Linked DNA regions of Rattus norvegicus: region 1 is linked to region 2. A link is a contact called in public Hi-C data. All regions are on one chromosome and are shown on one strand. The core of a region is the stretch at or near the end of the contact, and the rest is flanking DNA. Distances in the headings are between cores, read along the strand shown. Region 1 has its middle 26 kb from the start of Slc22a16. Region 2 overlaps Cdk19 (cyclin-dependent kinase 19).

The links. A called contact is a pair of places that touch in the nucleus more often than the background predicts.
Region 1: a Hi-C map of Schwann cells shows a contact between it and region 2, with 4 times the contacts expected there. The contact joins two enhancer-like sites. A contact is called at or near these places in 3 of 12 Hi-C or Micro-C datasets (the A7r5 cell line, Schwann cells and liver).

The regions. Positions count from the first base shown.
Region 1 is chr20:45,499,548-45,503,012 of GRCr8, forward strand. No RefSeq gene overlaps it. Among named protein-coding and RNA genes, the nearest start is that of Slc22a16, 26 kb to the right of the region's middle. Within about 2 kb of position 2,179, at least 44 of the 93 cell types and tissues checked have an H3K27ac peak or open chromatin away from gene starts, as enhancers often do. A contact at or near this core is called in Schwann cells, where this site is marked.
Region 2 is chr20:45,406,886-45,410,060 of GRCr8, forward strand. All of the region lies in intron 2 of Cdk19 (cyclin-dependent kinase 19), which reads left to right. Among named protein-coding and RNA genes, the nearest start is that of Cdk19, 84 kb to the left of the region's middle. Within about 2 kb of position 1,411, at least 14 of the 93 cell types and tissues checked have an H3K27ac peak or open chromatin away from gene starts, as enhancers often do. A contact at or near this core is called in Schwann cells, where this site is marked.

The DNA of each region.
Region 1 (3,465 bases), core at 929-3,428, 93 kb after region 2:
GACAAACTCAACTGCTTCCTGTAGGGGCTCTAACGTCCCCTTACCTTGCAGTTTCCTCTGTTCAATAAACATCTTACAATATTCTAAGCTACCCATCGGGACAGTCATGAGTTTGGTGCCAGAGGTTGGGACTGTTTAAGGAGCTCTGCTTTGCTAACTAGAATGGGTGGAGCTTTCTTAGAGTGAACAGACGGTGGGGGAGAACTCCTCTCTAGTCTAGGGGCTAAGTTGAAGGTTTTCACAATGTCAGCAGTGCACTGTGCCTTCCCGAGGCAGCCTCCCCAGCACCTTCCAGCAAATGACTTCTGCTGGAATGCTCCAGGCTCTGCAGTAGCTGAGTGGGTGCCTCCCCTTGGCCAGCTTCCCTCACCACCCCTTGCACAGCTTTTCAGCAGTTGGCTTCTTTAGCACTCCAGAGAGCGGGTTTCTGGAAAGGTCAACCCTCACGACCTTTTCCACCCATGAGGTCTGGGACAAGATGGCCTCCATCTTGAATGCTCTACCTGGGAGTAGGGGCTGAGGATGCTAGCTGCTGTCTCTTTCTCTGCTCTTCTGATATTCCTTAATGCCACCTTAGGTCTCACTGACCTATTCCTGCTAATGTCAGTCTCCTGAAAATCACTCTTTAGAGTTTACTTGTAGAAATTACTGAGGTTTTTGCCTCTTCATTGGATATGGATATATATATATATATATATATATATATATATATATATATAGTTTAGTAATTATATATAATAACTCGAATATAATAGTTACATATAATTTCACCATGTCTTTGTGTACAGCAGAAAGTCTGACAGAGAACACGGTTGCAAGAATAAAAAAGATATCTAAAACCTATTTAAATGTGAGCTGGAAACCGTGACACATGCTGCTGTCCCAGCTACTTGGGGACTGAATCAGAAACCCAGATATTTGAGCCTCAACAATACAGGAAGACCCTGTCTCAAGACAAACCAATACAAGATAAGCCAGGTGTATTGGGCTATACCTTTAAACCCAGCACTCAGGAGATGGAAACAAGCAGACCTCTGGAAGCTCAAGGTCAGCCTGGTCTACACAGTGGGTTCCAGGCCATATAGAGGGACACAGTAAAACCACAACATAAGTAAAGAAGTAAATATGTGGGTCAGGTGCCTTTCCCACATCAGATGTAATGTGGCTGGGGTCCTCAAAGCCTTAGGACTTGGGCACTGTGCATAGCACAGCCTGTTGATGTTGTCTTTGCCCCAGTGGTCACTATACAGAATTGTGACATCAGTGGTCTAAACTTGAAACTCCTTTTCAAGACCTTTCCCAGCCCCTATAGCTATAAAATAGTCAGGAGTCAAAAAGGGAACTTTTCCGTGGTCAGTGGTCTGTAAGTTAAGTTAATGTCGTACACAGTTCTTCTGATTCTGATTATCATGCTTTCAGTATAGCCCCCTCTGTGTGAATAAATACGCAAGAATCGCAGAAGCAGCAGAAAGGACAGAAGATACAGCGTACAGTGAGCTGGAGGAGTCTACCTTCTCTTCTGCCTTTAGTTCTGTCATTGGCTTGATGCTGCTGCTTTGGGACCTGGGCACAGTCGGGCCCTGTGTGCAGTCTGTCCTTCGTGCTAACCTCTTGTCATGACTTTGTGTACATTCTCTGGCTCTGGATGCCACAGTGCAGCTACTGTCCCCTGAGCCTTTGCAGTTCTCATCAGCCACACACTGCTCCATTCGTTTGCCAAGCTGATGCAGATTCTTGGGTCTTGGGTTAGCCCACATTCTCCCACATGTCTTGGGTTAGTCCACACTCTCCCACCCTACAGAAAGCCTACGATCTCTTTGCTCCCGTTGCCTCAGATCCTCATCATGCTTCCTCTTGCGCCTCCTGCTCTCAGCTCTCTTGGCAGCTGGGGGCACACTCTATCTGACCGTAGACAATGGAGTCTAGCAAAGGATGGGTGATCTATGGTGAATGTTTACATAAGACAGAATGTGGAGATTAAAAGAGAGAGAGAGAGGAAAAAAAGAAGACAGAGCTAAAGGTTTCCAGAAGCAGGCAGTTCACGCTCTGCCAAGGGGAGAAGTAGTCTGGGAGACAGGCTGGGGGGAATTGAATGGAGGCCGTGGGACTGGGGAAGCAGGGTTGTTAAGGATGGAGTCTCTCATGTTGTAACCTGTGACTAATGCATTAGTCAGGCGGAGCACGTGGAAACTACACAATATGGCTTAGAAAAACATCTCAGTTCTCAAGAATAGCCTCCCAGCCAGACAATGCTGGAAGTAATTGAGAGTGGGGAGCTCATTGTGATTACTGCTCTCTGACATTGTAAACCACCAATCACTCAGCTGCTTCCTGAGTTCCCAGCGTCGGGAGCGCAGAAGCCCGTCTTTGTCTGTCAACTCGGGGAATGTTAACCTCCTATTAAATCTGTTTTTCTCAGAAAAAGATCCCTGGAGTATGTTCCAAAGGAAGCTTAAGCTTCGCACTACCTTGGAGCGCTCATTTTCTTGCCCGTACATAATGTTTACTTCAAAAATTTCATTGTGTTCTACTCGTTCTTAAAAGGGGTTGGGCGTGGTGCGTGTCACCCATTTCTCTCTCTCTCTTCTCACATTGAAGCTCACCTTACACAGGATTCTGGGATCTGAATGGGTTCTGCTGACAATCCAGTTGTTTTCTTTGCAGGAGATCGATCTTGCTTTTCTTATTTCCCTTAACGTCTTCCTTTTGAGTTTGGTGACATTGCAGTTTTAAATGACCGTCTCTGTCCGTCGTACAGGTTCATGGGGCAATGTCGGTCAGTGGAGTTTCTGATGTGCGTGCAGCTGTGGCCTACATCAGTTCTGGAAACTCATTTATCTTTTTTTTTTTTTTTTCGGAGCTGGGGACCGAACCCAGGACCTTGCACTTGCTAGGCAAGCGCTCTACCACTGAGCTAAATCCCCAACCCCCTCATTTATCTTTTTTCTTTGTCCAAATCTCGCCTTTTCTCTGATCTCACTCCTCTTTCCTGGATGCTAGGTTGGGCATGTATTAAGAAGAGCTCCCGTTGTGCTCCAGGTCTTAAGCCTTCTTTCACATTTTCTGTCTTCTCGCCTCGCTGTGTCATATTGTGGGTGATTTTCAGACACAGCTAATGACTTTCTTTTCAACTCTGTCTTTCTCTCTCTCTCCTCTCTCTCTCTCTCTCTCTCTCTCTCTCTCTCTCTCTCTCTCTCTCTCTCTCTGCTATTTAGTGTTCTTTGATTCTAAACTGATTTTTACATGGAAGACCGGAGGTTGCGAAACGTAAGCTCTCACACCTTTCAGGAGGCCCAGGTCTCCGTGGGGACTGATTTCCACCTCACCTCCTTCTGTCCCGATTTTTTTCTCACTGCACATTTCTTGGACTTTGGAACGTTTCTCTTCTCTGTGAGAGCAGCTGTGCACTAAAACCACACTGTGTGTCAGAGCATCTTGCATCGTGGTGGGACATCCTTCAGGGAC
Region 2 (3,175 bases), core at 161-2,660:
ATTTGAGTAAATGTCAATTTTCCTGTATATTTTTCTGTTTCTGTTTTAAAAATGTTTCTCCTGTTGTAACAAAGCCAAAAGATGCAGCGCTTCTCCGAGCCCTTGGTGACCTCTAGTCACGGCCTGCTGGCTTCTGTCCATTGCCTGTTGAAGGCAACTTAGCATCATTTCGTACATCCTGGCTCTGTCTCTCCTGCAGTTGAGTTTAAAGGTATTTACATTCCCACACGGGACTGACACCCTTGCTGCACCAATGTTTGAGACAGGCATGATACTGACTGTAGAACTTATGAAAACTATTCTTTTTTGGTTTCCAAATACCTCCAATAGAATCTGATGAATCTAGTAGGAATTTCTCTTAGGGTTTAAGGTCCTGTCTTCTCATTCTATGACAGGTACTTTGTTTCTAACAGTACCTTCTCCTGTGTGAAGGAGGCACCTCCTTTTTTCTCTTCTAGACATTGGGTTTGTGTCCTCTTTCTCTTGTGTCTCTCTTTTTTTTTTAAGATTTATTCATTTCTTTTTTTTTCTTTTTTTTTTTTTCTTTTCTTTGGAGCTGGGGACTGAACCCAGGGCCAAGCGCTCTACCACTGAGCTAAATCCCCAACCCCAATATTCATTTATTATATATAAGTACACTGTAGTTGTCTTCAGATACACCAGAAGAGGGCATCGGATCTCTTTACAGATGGTTGTGAGCCACCATGTGGTTGCTGGGAATTGAACTCATAACCTCTGGAAGAGCAGTGGGTGCTCTTAACCGCTGAGCCATCTCTCCAGCCCTCTTGTGTCTCTTTTAAAAGAGCACTTTAACATTTATTTTCATAAAGAGTTCTCTATTTAATTCTCTTCCTGTCACTTGGCACCCTTCTCCGCAGTGTGAACCCCAGGCTCCTCACCTCCAGTGCAGCCCTGTCCCTGAGCTCCAGATCCTGATGACTTCAGTCTGTGTGCCTGATAGGAAAGGCCGTCATCCCCCTATTCCAAGTTGTCTTGTTGTCTCTTATCTCTAAACTTTACCTACCAGGCCCATTTACTTCCTGCCATCGGGACCATTTGTCCTGGAATCAGGCACTGGATACTGTTGTTCTGTTGCTGCCACCTTTATCCCTTCCTTCCTGTTACTGCCACGCCCACTCCCACACATGCTGACCTTGCTCCTAGAATAAGAGTTGCAGTTTACCCACTGACCGACACTTGTCTATGTGAGGATTATTTCCTACCTTACAAATGTGTGGGGAAGAAGAGGATTGGGGAAGTAAAAATCAAGTAAGAGATGGTTGGCTAAACAAGGGAAAGGTCGTGTAAACTAAGGGAGAGATCTGTGAGCTTTGCCCAAGACATTAGCCCAAGACAAGTGAGCTTACCCCTGTGACTGAGTCCCGATCTGATTGCCACGCTAGTGGAGAGAAAGCCTGGCTCCATTCTTCCCTGAAAGCCTGGCTCCATTCTTCCCTGAAAGCCTGGCTCCATTCTTCCCTGTTGTGTTGCAGTTTTATTCATTCTTCAATGTTTCCTTTACTGAATTCTGCTCCCAGTCTGAGCCAGTCATTCTCTGACTGCTTGCTTGGATTAGACAGGTCATTGTCAAAGGATGGTGTTGTGCTTAGCACTAGCACGCTCTTGACACAAAGAAACACTGCTTAGAATATACTCCATAGAACATGGCAGTACAACCTGTACAGGACACTGAGGTAAGAGGATCGTTTGAACACAGTAGTTCCAGAGTAGCCAGGGCAGTATAGCAAGATCGTTCCTAAAATAATAATATTAGATCTATATCCTGGATCTCTCTTGTATGTATATTTGGATATTGTGCTTTTTTGCCAATATTCTAGAATTTTCAGAAACTTTGATATTTAAAAATAAGTCTGTTATTTTGGTGATCTCTTTTATAGATACACACAAAAAGCTAATTTTCAATCTTAAAAATCTCAACAGTAATGTTGTAGCTTTGAATGTGAAGCTATTCCAACGTATGTACATAAGTTCATTTATAAGAAATTGTTTGTCTTAATGTTGTATAGTTGTTTGAGTTCCCTCTTTGAATTTTCAGGAATGGTATTTTTATTCATTATTCCTTTGATAAGTAGAATCCTTTTCAAGTCAGCCATACCAAAAATTGTCTTAAAGATAACTATGGTCACTGGCGAGGTAGTTCAGTGGTTAGGACCACTTGCCGAGGATCTTAGTTTGATACAGCACCCAGGAGAGTTGACTCACAACTGCTTGTGAAGATGTACACTCACATGACACACATACCTTTAAAAAAATTCTTGGTTAGGCTAGTAATAGATTATTAAGATTTTTCTTCTGAGGACACTATTTCAGATGCTATCAACATAATATCTAATAACAGTGGTTTTCAGTTTTTTAAGGCTGTTTATGTCTGTCCACACTTTCTTTTTCTTCATGCTTAGATCCATTGCTGGATACTGGCATTTCCTTTTTCCCCTAGTCCTGTTACTTGTGGGAAAGATGTTAATTGCAACTCATGCAAGTTGGTTTCACAGTTCACTAATGGGTCATGTAGGCTGTAGTCTAGATCCCAGCACCTTAGAATAGCTTTCCACAGAAATTATTATTTTAAGTGCAGAACAGTATAAGATACAAAACCATAATTACAGTAATTTGTTTCTTGAGTTAGTTTTTGTGGCATTTCAGAAATGTACGATAGTCAAACTCCAAGCACCATGACAATATCTATATTATGTCCAAGCAGTACTGTAAGACATAGATTTAAATATTTAACTTTCTTCATCTACTCAACTGTTATGTGTTGAATAGGCTTGGAAGTGCTGTGGCTGGTGTGTTTAGAGGTCAGCGGGCAGCCTTCAGGAGTCTGTTCCCTCCTCCCACCGTGTGGGCCTCAGGGATTGAACTCAGATCTTCGGGCTTAGCGACAAGCACTTCACCTCCTGAGCCATCTCACTAGCCCATTTATGGAAAATTTTAAACCTTTGTTTTTCTTTTCCTTTAGCAAGAAAGTAGCTTATGTAAATAAGTGGCTTCCAACTACCTTTTCAAAGTTTTCATAAAGTTTAAAAAATTCCAGAGAGATTATATACCTAGTTTTACTTTTAAAGCTACAATTATTTCTTAGTGATTGCTCCGTATAAGCAAGACACATGTATCTTATTCTCTGTAGTTTTAGTGACTCTGTGCTGTGCTACAT